2 separate regions of the Sus scrofa genome follow, and region 1 is linked to region 2. A link is a contact called in public HiChIP or PLAC-seq data. All regions are on one chromosome and are shown on one strand. Each heading gives the region's core, a stretch centred on a gene start, on an enhancer-like site or on the middle of the called end of the contact. The rest is flanking DNA. Distances are from core to core; before and after follow the strand shown.

Region 1 (6,312 bases), core at 3,095-5,594, 77 kb before region 2:
ACATCTGTGTTTCAGGCAAGAATAGTGCTTGCGTCAGCCCTGCTCACAAATGAGGACACACAAATAAGGAGTTTTCTTGGAAGGCCCATACAACACCTTCCATCCACATGGCCAATATTTAGTAACCCCTATCTTCAAGGAAGATTGTGAAATAAAACTTCTCACTGGGCACAACATCAGGTTTCTATTACTAAGAAAGAAGTAGAGAATGGGAATGGGATAGGCAACTAGAATTACCTGCCTCATCTGCTCTGTTAGCACCTCTTTCCTTAGAGGGACTGTGAGCTCAGAGAAAGTTAACATTATGTCATAATAATTTTTTAATAATCCCAGAACCTAGCACAATACCATATTTTTTATTGTGCTTATTAAATAAGGAAGAAATGGAACTCTCAGCTAGTATAGATTATAAGGAAGATCCAAGGCAAGTACAACAGATGAAGAGATTATATTAGTTTACTGTATTTAACTGTTATTCATTCATTTAACTGTTATTTCAAGTAAAATTAATTGAGCTCTCTGTCTGAGCCAGGCCCTGTTTCAGGCATGGGGGATACAGTGATAAAAACAACAGTCCCTGGTTTTAAGAAAGTGGGGTTGGGGGGTGGGGAGAACTGGGATAGGACACTGAGGACTCCACTGCTAAACAAACAATTTCAAGGCCATGTCTTAGAATTGAGGAGTGATCCTGAACCACTGTTTGAGGTCAGGAAGCTGTAAGAAGTCTGGGTGAAACACGGAGTGGGGAAAGAAGTAGGTTAAAAGAAGGAAAGACAGATTGGGGAGATAATCAAGAAACGTACAAGTTATATTCAGATATCTGTAATTTATTTCTGTCAGCACATATTTGTTTGTGACAAATTTTTCTTTTTCTCTTGGACACACTCATGAAAGGATTTCCTGACATATGGCCCTTAAATGAATGTGACTCCCTGACAAGCTTCTTCGGGCCTAAAATTGTTGTCACAACTATGTTCCATGGGCCTTATCTGAGCACCATGCAACTATCTTCTCAGCATCTCTTCTTACAAGGTAGTGTTCCCTGGTGGGCCAGTTTGGGAAATGCTGGTCTAGATACATATTTGTCAAGCTTATTTATATGATTCCACTGCAATAATTAAAAAAAAAAAAAAGAGTTTCCAGGGGTTTCCAGATAAAGGAAATTTATCCCCAGGAACTGTAGATGTGAACCTGGTTTTCTTAGTGTGTTAACACCTTGGGTTTCAGTTACTCAGGTCACCAAAGGGATACAAATTTAGTTGTACTAATGAGCCACCACTTCAGCAATCACACAGTCAAATAAGTTATCCCAATGATGATATGACTAGTAATGAAGACATTGTCCCTCTTCTGGCAAATAATTCACATTAGTTCATAACATACATGGCTAGAAATGGATCTACATCAACTCCTTTTCTGTTTGCCTAGCTTAGAGAAAATTTCCCCCTAACCATGAAGCAGAAGTCTCTCTCTCTCTCTCACACACACACACACAGATTTGAAGATGCTATCCTTGAAGATGGAAGTAGCCACAAGCCAAGGAATGCAGGTAGTGGCTAGAAGCTGGAAAAGGCAAGGAAATGGATTTTCCCCTAGAGCCTCCAACAGGAACACAACCCACACCTTGATTTTAAGATATCTGACCTCTAGAATCGTAAGATAACACATTCTTGTTTTTAGCTACCAAGTTTGTGGTAACTAATATATTTGTGGTTTAGCTCCTAAACTAATAACACATACAGTATACTTCTAGGTGTTGGCCCCGTGTGTTCATGCCCTCTGCTCTCCACATATATCTCTCCCCATTGAAATTTTCCTCTTTTCTTAATCTCTCCTTTCAGATTCTTTTCTTGAAAATCAAATCTGATTATGTCAAAGGGCTTGAAGTGCATGAATACTCACCCTTTCTAGTTACGTTACTTGCAGGGAATATAATTAGAAACCAGAAATAGGGTTGTTTACAAATCCTGCTAAGGACATTTGGTGTGATCCTAGGAAGGCTTAGCAGAGATGTGATTATAGCTAAGAAAGCTCAAAACAAATTGAACTATAGGCTGAAGAAAGAATGCATTAACCACATGGGGCTGAGGTGGGGAAGAGATTCTTCTGGGTTTACCCAGGCAGGACAGAGGTATATTCACCAACTTCTGCAGCCACCAGCAAGGCACACCCTGATTTGAAGGTAGGGATACCTCACTGGGTACCAGGATCCTAGTAAGCACTTCTCCTAAAAAGTGGACAGTTATTTAGTCATAGCAAGTCTCATCCTGATTTAAATGCTGGTCACATGAAAGTTGGTTATAATGAGTCATCAACTGGTTCACCTCTAGATGCATGATAAAATTGAGGTCAGGACCTGCCTGGTGACCAATAGAAACCAATAGATTAAAGTTCTTCTACTTGGTAAGATCCTGAGTCCTAGTTAACAATAGCCACAGTCTTGCCTGTTATCTCCTCTGTTTCAAGACTGCCATAAAAGGGGGATGATGATCACAGCCAAAAAAGGGAGGAAAGTCCTAAAAAGGAAGGCAAGGTCAACATGGGCAAGTGCCACCAAGGGCATGCACGACAAGAGGGAGATTGAATTTTTCCATTAGATCTGGCAATTAGGTGGTGACTGATGCTGTTCACTGGAGTGAAAGGTTGACGAAAGAATGAGAGCTGAGGAAACGTTAACCTTAAGGCTGGAAATCTCTGAGGATCTGTGCTCTAGGTCATCTTTAAAAGTTTCCACGGGGTTTTACATTTGAATCATAGAGAATGCTTCTTGTCCCTCAATTCTCCAAATGTTGGCAAGCCAAATTTGAATCTTAACATCTGTCTCCTCAGTTCACCTCTGAGGTAGAGGAACTAAAGAGCTGTGCAATAACTAAGGTCAAAAAACAAGAGGAAGAAACCAAAGGCCTACAAATCCAAACTCCAAACAAATCAAGCCCTGAATAGGACAAGCGGTAACAAGTTGTGCTTCAAATTTAATATCCCTGTCTTGATTTAAAAAAAAAAAAAAAAAAAAAAAAAAAAAAAAAAAAAAAAAAGCAAAAACACCCAACACCAGAAACCCAAAAACGAGTGTCTGGAGAATCAAAAGGGACATCTTATAACTGGAATGCTTCTTTGAATCTCCTCAGCCCCTCTTCCTCCAAACTGATTGCTGTTCTTGCGTTGTGGGCATGTGTGAGCAAAAGTCTGGACCAAAGACTGGATGTTGTCCAGTGACTAGAGTACTGCATGTCATAAAAAAAGGTGAATAACAAGAACAACACACACATCTGCGTTTCCATAAGAAAGCACAGCTTTCCTTGACTATTTGCTATATTTGCGCGGGGGGCGAGGTGGGGGGGGGGAGCGGTTTTCTGAATCTGAGCCCAGCTCTTTCTAAACTTGGTTACTCACGTCTGATTCACTCGCTGTGTTTTTCGTCTCCTGTCTCTGTCATTGCCTGCTGCTGAGAAGGGGGTCGCTGAATCATTGCCACTCCAGATGAAAAGCAATTCAAACCCAGTCCTGAGGGGATGGAAGGGCCTTTTCTTTTTTTTTTTTTTAAGCGTCTGTGGAAAAAGCCTCCTCCTTGCTGGGGTGACAGTGAAAGGCAGTTTTGCAAGTCTCACCCCGGGGCTATGGAAGATTTTACTCCGTGAGCGTCAGTGAAGTACCGGTCATCTCACCGTTTCTAGCTTTCAGGTCCACTGGCCTCCGCCGACCCGGCGGAGCGGGGGACCGTGGGCCCGAGCGGCCTCGCAGCGCTCACCGCCGCTTTAAAAGCTCCCACAATGCAGCGCTGGCGTCCCAGTTCCGTTACAAGGTCTCTCCCGGCGCCGGCGAACCGGCGAGGAGAGGGCGGGGGAGTCGGGGAGCGGCGGCTGTAACCCGAGCACCCGGCCGAGGGGGGCGCCCCCGCGCCGCCGCTCTCGCGCGCTCAGCCCGCGGCCCGACAAAGGGGCGGAGCCGCCTGGCCGCTCGGCCCGGCCCGGCCCCCGGCCCGGCCCCCTTGCCCAGAGGCACCGGCCGCGGGAGCGAGCCAGCCGCCGAGTCCGCCGCCTGCGCTCGCCTGCCGCCCCGTACAGCGCCCGGAGTCCCGCTCCTCGTCGAGCCTCGCCTGCCCGCTCGCCCCCCGCACTGGCTCGGCTCTGGGGGCTGCTCCCGCCGGCTGCGCCGCGGCTGCCTGCGCGCTCGCCCACCCCTGTACCCCCGCCCGAGGCGTCCGCGCTCACCTAGCGCCAGGCGGGAGGTGAGCGGACAGGGAGCACCAGGGAGCCGGGGCCTCCCGCCGGTGCGGGGCGCGCGGCCCGCGTAGCGCAGGGGAGCGAGGCTCGCGGGGCTGCGCCGCCGGGGACGGGCGCTGGGCGGCCGCCGGGCTCCGGGCGCCGCCGCGTCCCCAGCGCTCCGGCGGGCCCCGCGAGGCGGCCTGCGGGGGCGGCGCAGTTGCGAAACTGAGTAAGTATTAACTTTACTCGGCGGCCGCGATCTCCGGGCAGCTTTCGGGACCCCTCCCTCCTTCCCCTGGAGCCTCCGGGCTCCCCCCTTCCCCGCCCCTCTCTCCGCACCTCTGGTTTCTTCGCCCCATCTGCCCTCGCCGCGGGCTCCCGCTTCCTCCGGTTCACCTTTTCCCCGCTGTCTCCCCTTTGCGCGTTCTCCCCGCCGCACACGCGCGCCTGACTGAGACTACGAGCTTGTTCCCAGTCTGTTTCCTCCCATTGCCCTTGGCCGGGGAGTTTAGAGGCCACTTTTGTTGGGAAGGGAAATGTACGTCTGGCTTCTTTAATATTTTTCTCTCCAAATGGAAATCGGATGCTTGCTTGCCGAGCGGCGGTTTGGTGAAAGCTTATTTTCTCCTTTGAAAAAAATGATTGGTTTACCGGTTTTTAAAATGTTTGAACGATTAACCATCCTCCGTCCCTATTCCCCCGTGCCGCCAACCCGTCTGGGGAGGGGAGTGCAGAAGACTTTCAAAGTAATTCCGTCTTGCAAACTGGAAACTTAGAGAGGATACGGCCCAGAAAGCTGAAAAAGATTGAACCTGAAGGGCCCTGAGCTTTGAATGTGGGTCCTCGTGTGGCACAGGGCTTACGCGCCGAGTACCTGGGTTCGTAATCGAGTGTTGCGTTGTTATTTTAACATAATAGAGCCGCCTGGTGTTGCTAAACCACTACTTTCTCAGCATCAGATGGCATCCAGTGCAGGGCAAGCTTTGGGTATAATTGCGGGTCAGATCTTTAGGCATTTAGACGGGAAATAGATGCAGGGCACGTTTCATAGCTGGTTTTCAACCCGGGATGTTAGCCTGTCAGTACATCAAAGCATTGCGTTGAAAAAATTCCTCCAGCCTGGTGCCAGCGAGGACCAACATTTTAGGGATTTTCTAGTATAATGTGGTTCAGCAGTTCTTCATTAGATATGTTTTGTTCGCAGGAAGCACCTTTAAATATGTATCGATCTCCGATTTTTCTGTCGGTTGAATTAACTACCCATTCTGGTAGGAGGCCCCAGGTAGTCTTTTTAAAAATTTTTTCTTTTCTCTTAAGTCTTTCATCGTTGGGTTGCCAGGAGTTGGTTTTCGTGCGAAAGAACAGAAAAAATGGGAAGACTTAATGTATTATCAGCATCCTCTTCTTTGCCTGGGTGAGGCGGTAGTGAATGCCACCTAGCCCTCTGCAGGGAGAGGTGCTGAGTGGAGGCAGGAACCAGGAGGCAGGACTGAGCACTGTCATTTTGAAAGGTGGCTTGTGTGAGGTTTTATCTTTTAGCTGGCATATTAATTGTACTTTTAATTCTATTTATCCTCATGGGGAACTCTCCCCAAACTATAAACATTACATGTGACCACACCCCACTTAAAGAAGACTGAGCATAACTTGATGATTGTTCTTTTGAAGGATCAAGACCCAACATAAATATAATTTGTAATGTAGATGGTAAATCCTTTCAAAAATCTCCCCTTCCTCATTTTCTCTCCTTTTAAGAGTCTCTAGCTGATACTCTCAATAATAGACACGTTTGGTAGTAATGCATTGAATTCTTTCTAGGGTCATTGATAAAGCCTGATTCCGAGGCTTCAATAGCTGAGGAGGGCATCAAAGAGCTCAGAGAGGGAGGAAATCATGGGACTCTGCAGAGAGGAAAGGCATTTCAGTTTGCTGAACTGTCAGCATGCTGCAAGGGAAAGCAGTAAAAAGAGGAATGTTTAAGTTGTTTTTAAGGTGCATGTTTCCTAAATTTGGCATTTGGTCGAGATATTTGGCAATTGCAGATTTTAAATTCTATTAGAATCAACTATAATGGAAAAAATCATAAAAAATAAATTCTATTAGGTTG
Region 2 (5,807 bases), core at 207-2,706:
AATTAATTACATCATGGGCTGTTGGGTTTTTTTATGATAGACGCAAAATGAAAGTGAATATTACTCATCCTTATAAAGAGAATAAAGAGCCATGAGTTAGTTTGTTTTAAGCATATTTCTTTGTGGAGGTGAAAACTGTTTTTTTGTATTTAATATGCAAACCTGCTTGGTCTCTGTGAGGTTTGCTGCTAATAACAAGGACTAGAGTCAGACTCAGTTCAAATCTTAGTTCAATCTTGTACTAGCCATTTTGTGTCAGTTAACCTTTTATAGCCTCTACATCCTCATTTGTAAAATGGAAATGATAGCAGTATTTCTTCAGTGGTTCATTTTGAGTTAGCATGTGTGCCTGGCATAGAGAAAGCTCTTGGCAACTGCTGGTGGCTCCTTGCTACCACCATCTCATCCAGCAGGGTTCCTGGGGCTCACCCAAAGAGGTGGGTAAGAAGGAAGATGTTTTAAGCAGAGAGAACATTCCTGGGGCAGGGAGGCGAAGGGAGATATGGCTGCCTCACGAAGGGGAAGTGTAGTTGAGGAAGGGGCTGCATCGAGGTGGGAACATGGACTTTATCCTAAAGTCAGTGAGGAACATTCATAGATTTGAGCAGTAGAGACCCAGATATACATGAATAGCAAATGAATGAAGGAATCAATGAAAACATGAACTAGGTTGCTTTTGGATGCATTTTCCCTGAGAAAAAGCTAAGATGAAGAGATTGTCATTGTATCTGCTGTTTAGACTGAGTTTGAGCCCTGATCTCAGAGGAATGAGGTGTGGATGGCTTTATGCTTTCATCTTTTCAGTGTTTTCTGTTTTTTTTTCCCCTCCCATAAACATTTATTTATTTTTTAAAAGACATGTTAAATATATGAATAAGCTCTTTTTCTAGCCCAGGTGATACTCTTCTTAGCCAACTTTGAAGGTAGGGATGGACTCTGATTAAGCCATACAACTTCATTAAGCAAGAGTAAAACTGGCTAGATAGTCATGCCCACACAAGAGGGGTCAGTGCCTTAGTACAGCCTAGAGAAGAAGTTCATTAACCTTGCTTCTGGGAGTTAATAATTTTTACCAGTGTTATTGGACAATTGGAAAAATGCCCATTCAAATTTATGGAGAGACACTGGAGTAATCTTCATAAATCTCAAAAATAGGATAAAGGTCATGGAGACTAATGCAGATAAAAATTAAAATCAAACTCTTGCAATAAATAGAAAGTCCCTAGAAAAGTAAAAGCAGTCTACAGCAAACCAATTAGAACTCTACAGCTTGTTGGTGAATCTGCTTTATTTTAGTTGGACTTTAAAACAATTCTTTATCCAGTATCACAAGTTTTAATGGGTTCATTACATAGAAAAGATATAATAAATAATTTTGCTGTGTTTGGACTGTATCCTACCCTTGTTTGATTTCCCCTCCACTTCCGCTCTGCATTTTAATAAGGAAGTAGAAAGCAGGAAGTTTTGCAGAGTTCCCTGATTTTGAAATACAGACAGTAAATGCTAGAGGACAAGGAGTTGCTTAGCCTATCAGAGAAGAATAATGAGTAACTTTTAAGAAGATTATTTGTTTGATCATTTCCACTTTAAAAGATTTTAATTTTTGAAATGGTAAGAGTGATAAAAATTCTAGGTAGGGCATGGGGCTCTTTCTTCCTGCTCTTATGGACACGTCTCCCTTCTATCCCAGCCAAAGGCCACCATGTTCTTGGAAGCTATGTGCCTGTCCTGTGGCGTAAGGTAGATGGGAGACCATCCTAAAACAAAAAGCAGTTAAGTCTGGTGATGTAACATCCCATGTTTCAGTGAGTTCTAAATATTGCTCTAAAGTACCACAGACTGAAGCAGACTAAGCAGGAAATAGGGAATTCAGTGTAACCTAGCGCATTTCCTTAGAGTTGGTTAAATTCCCTTCATTTAATAGGCAGCAAGGTGAAATAGAAAGGAAACAAAGGCAAGAAACCTTTTCAACCTCTCAATTTAATTTAATGTGGAAAAGAGCAGAATGTGAAGAAAGTTGGTGCCAATTTGTATATTTTCATTTAACATGAGTAGTGTCGGATATCTCATTAAAAGGTTTCTCTGGTTTCCATGGTGTTTCTTTCTTCTTGCTTCTGTACCCACATTCTGACAAGAATCAGAAACAACTGACTTAATGAAATTTTAGATCAGTGGTGGTAGAAACAGTCTGAATATTCTTGGTGGATCAGACCTCTGTGATTGCATGTCAGGAGGGAGTCTGTGACTCAGTTTATAGATTCATCTCAGACCTTTTGACAATGACTTCTCTGAAGTGGAAAATTGTAACTGAAGAATAAATGCAAAATTACTCAGTAAAAATTTAAGTTCAGTTGTTCTTGGAAACTTTGATACTTATTTCAGTATTTATTATATTTTAGAAATTTAAATAAGCTATTTAGAACAACTTTTTTAGTGTAAGGAATTCTTAATTTCATTTTTATTTTAAAAGAGCCAACATGACTGTGAAACTAGTATTTAATATAGCCCAGAAGATTGCTAACTTGAGTCTTTTTATTAAAAAAAAAAAAACAACAAAAAAAACAACTTTGTATGTGTGTGGTTGAGTAGTATCTAATTGATCAGAAATTGAGGGTTTTTTTCCCTGTACATCTTGGAGTTTTATTTTTCTACTAACATCATTTACTTGTCTAATAATCTTTTTTAAATCCCCTTTTTAATGGTATGAAGTAGTTTGCATGGTGACATTATGGCTTTATACCCATCAAGAATGAATTTGGACACCATTTAAATAGTGGTCACCAAGGGCAGAGCAGTAGGAAGCAGTTGTCCCGGTGCCGGCAATAAGGGGCATTGTCTAGAGAATTTAGAAACAATAGTAAAACTAAGATTCCTAACAGCCCATCTTCCTTTTATCATCACCATGTTCCAGAGATTCTGAACATCAGTGATGCAACACTCTTCCTCACTTTGGTGAGTCAGTACCACCACCAACCGCCACTCCCTACCCTCTTTGGTATGCTCTTGAAAATGTGAACTCTTTAAAAGTACACTTAAAATTTCGTATAAGTTATTTTGTATCATTTTGGTATTTTTGTATACTTTGGGGGGTAGTTTGGGAAATAGGGTAGAGTTTATAATTTTTTTCTACCAAGATCCTGTTACTTATAGTTGTTGTCAGAATCTTCATCCCTTTTTAAAACATCCCCAAGTTGTATTTCATTAATAAATGTCTTGGTTTTCTTTCTATCGGATTTTTATAACCAGCAATCAGATTAGCGTTGAAATAACAAGTTTACCACAGTAAATTTGGGTAGTTGTTATCAAAAGCAAATTTGTTTCATAGCATGGACAGCTTTGTGTGGCTGCTAGACCTCCATAACAGTCTCTACAGCTGTGGGGAGTGGAGGGTGAGGGGCTGTGCATACACAAGTTCATGAACACACATTAAGAGATAGGAAACAGGAGGCAGGGCAAAGAGCTTCAGAGCAGTGGCTGCGTCTGAAATCAAGAGCTGCCTCTAAAGGTCTCTATGGTGTGCTTGTTTCCCAAGAGTTAGCAACTAAAGGAAAGTAATGGCTCCCCCAATATGAGTGTGAAACAATTTAAAGTTTTTCAAAGAGAGAAAGAAGCAGATATGTATTAAACGAAGCCTAGCTTGAATCTTGGCCTGAATTTGAGTGCATGTGATGTGTGTATATTTATGAATTCACCTCCTCTTTGGGATACTTCCTTTCTAGCCTACCTGCTTCCAGGTAGAGATGGTCTGTAATTAGGTCATATGTAGCATATGTGCTTGGGATGAACTAATGGCACTGTAGTAAAATAGTTTGTTCTTCTTTCCTACTTATGGTTTTATACTTTTATTCTTGAAGTGAAGCTTTGTTTCAAGATCAAAGTGTCAAAGGAAAACATGCTAAGTCCCCTTGGAAATAGAATAACTAGAAGCTAAAAAAAAAAAAAATGCAATGAAGGACACAAAGACAAATAAGCTGAAGTATGAGGTTTTGGCAATTTCCTGTAAGTATTTTACATTCTCAGTTAATTATAAGTGCCCCAGATCCTGCATAATTTTTGTGTTTTATACTTTGTGTTTGGAACCCCAGCTTCTGAGGCATGTTGGAAAGCCCAAAACCATAAGACTAGATATTGGGCTTTTAAATGTATCTTCAACATACACATTCATCATTGTTACCAGGGCATGTTAGGAAAAAAAAAATTACTTGTATAACCTGCTTTTAATTCCTAAGATTAATTTGGGACAATAATTCCGAATGCTTTGTTCTTTAAAAGGTTCTTGTTTAAAAAAAAATTTTTTTTTTAAAACCCACCTTTTAAAAGGAAGCGTTTTTAATTTGCTTCATTTCTAACTGGGTATAATTAGTGTTCAGTGAAGCCTCAACTCCCAGTTCACAAAACTGGGACATTGCTTTGTCTCTTGTTGGTTTTATTTAATTTGACTTTAGTGTCTTCACAATGAATTTATTGGCCTGATAAATTACTCCTTTGTTTTCAAAGACAAATCCTTCCTATCACTCAGGTCTCTGTCAGCCTTTTCTACTTAGGGATTTGTGGAACAGTCACAGATGTTTATTCTTCCTACAAAATTGTAGGGCTTTTCTTTTTTTCTTAGAAAATGTTTATATTCTTAAAGTTTGTTTCTGAGTTGTCTTTTCTTTCAGAAACTACTTAAGGGCACTCACCACATCCGGCATTAGACTCACAGGGGGCCAAGGGGACTTGATGGGTGTTCCTCGTGATTGATTGAATGGGGACCATGAGTCCCTGTGACATTGAGTGTACTGCTCAGGGTCAGGCTCAGAAGGTCAAGGAGGAGACTTCCACAGCATTTCCAGAAGAATTAGCTTTGCTAAGTGGGTAGGACCGTCTCCATTCCTTGGTTTTGCTTAGGCGGGAGTAAAGTGTCCTCCTCGTTGTTCATCTGCCGCTTGTGCTTCCCTTGTGATAATGTTACAATGGGCGATGTTAGGGGAGGGGTCTGAGTGGCTAGAGTCTTATGGTAGATTCCTCTTGAGGACTGGAGATTAGAGACCTGAGTTCTTACTTCTTTTAACTCTTGAGTGGATCACTTAACCAGCTGTTTCGGTGTTTTGCTTTGTTGTGGGTGGTTGGAGGGGGTGTTAAAAAATAATAGTGAGAACTGCTTTGCCTAACTTTATACCTTATCTAACACCTATCAACACTATTTGAAATTTTCTGGGTAGAAAACAGAAAGTGTTACCTTGGAGATGTGATGTTTCTCAAACTGTCACGTATTATCTGTGTGGAAAATTTCATGGTCTGCAAACAGCACTAGTAACTGATGATATCCATGTCGTCTTCCACTGATTTTTCTCATAGTATGATTTTTCACTCAGTGCTCTTAACCTGTTACCTTTGAAGGAATTTCTCTGTGAGCTGAGAGTGGAAGAGATGAATACTTTTGTATTTACTTGTTATTTAGTTCTTGAGTGAGTTTATTTAGAGAAAAGATTGCAACTAGTGGCTTAATTTAGAGAAATCAACTGATTTGCCTAGATTTAATGAGTAGCTATAAGAAGAAAAATAATATTTTGTTATTTGTGTTTTTCTATATAATCACATGTTACTGAATGTCTGACCCCCGATCTTCATGATTAACAGATATTATGTGAATCATATTGTTATTGAAAATTAAATCATAATTTTATTTCCTTGACTTTGATCATTCTTTCCACAAATCTGAGTATTGGATTCATTTAAACAGTGGCCCTTTTGTTTTGTTTTTGGCAATATTCTTATTTCTTTTGCTTTTTTAGTTATTATTGAATAATAACTTTAAACATGTT

The links. HiChIP or PLAC-seq counts read pairs in DNA pulled down with a chosen protein or histone mark.
Region 1: an H3K27ac HiChIP or PLAC-seq map of alveolar macrophages shows a contact between it and region 2. The contact joins the promoter of RASSF8 here to the enhancer-like site in region 2. A contact is called at or near these places in 1 of 5 promoter capture datasets (liver), 20 of 47 Hi-C or Micro-C datasets (alveolar macrophages, embryonic fibroblasts, epiblast stem cells and 10 more) and 2 of 2 datasets of contacts at active chromatin or transcription factors (alveolar macrophages and skeletal muscle).

The regions. Positions count from the first base shown.
Region 1 is chr5:47,845,502-47,851,813 of Sscrofa11.1, reverse strand. RASSF8 (ras association domain-containing protein 8) reads left to right here and starts at 4,344. Exons shown (of 6, transcript XM_005653134.3): 1 at 4,344-4,434. LMNTD1 (lamin tail domain-containing protein 1) reads right to left here and starts at 3,515. Exons shown (of 18, transcript XR_002344073.1): 1 at 3,394-3,515.
Region 2 is chr5:47,765,995-47,771,801 of Sscrofa11.1, reverse strand. All of the region lies in intron 2 of RASSF8 (ras association domain-containing protein 8), which reads left to right. Among named protein-coding and RNA genes, the nearest start is that of RASSF8, 79 kb to the left of the region's middle. Within about 2 kb of position 1,456, at least 3 of the 83 cell types and tissues checked have an H3K27ac peak or open chromatin away from gene starts, as enhancers often do. A contact at or near this core is called in alveolar macrophages and omental adipose tissue, where this site is marked.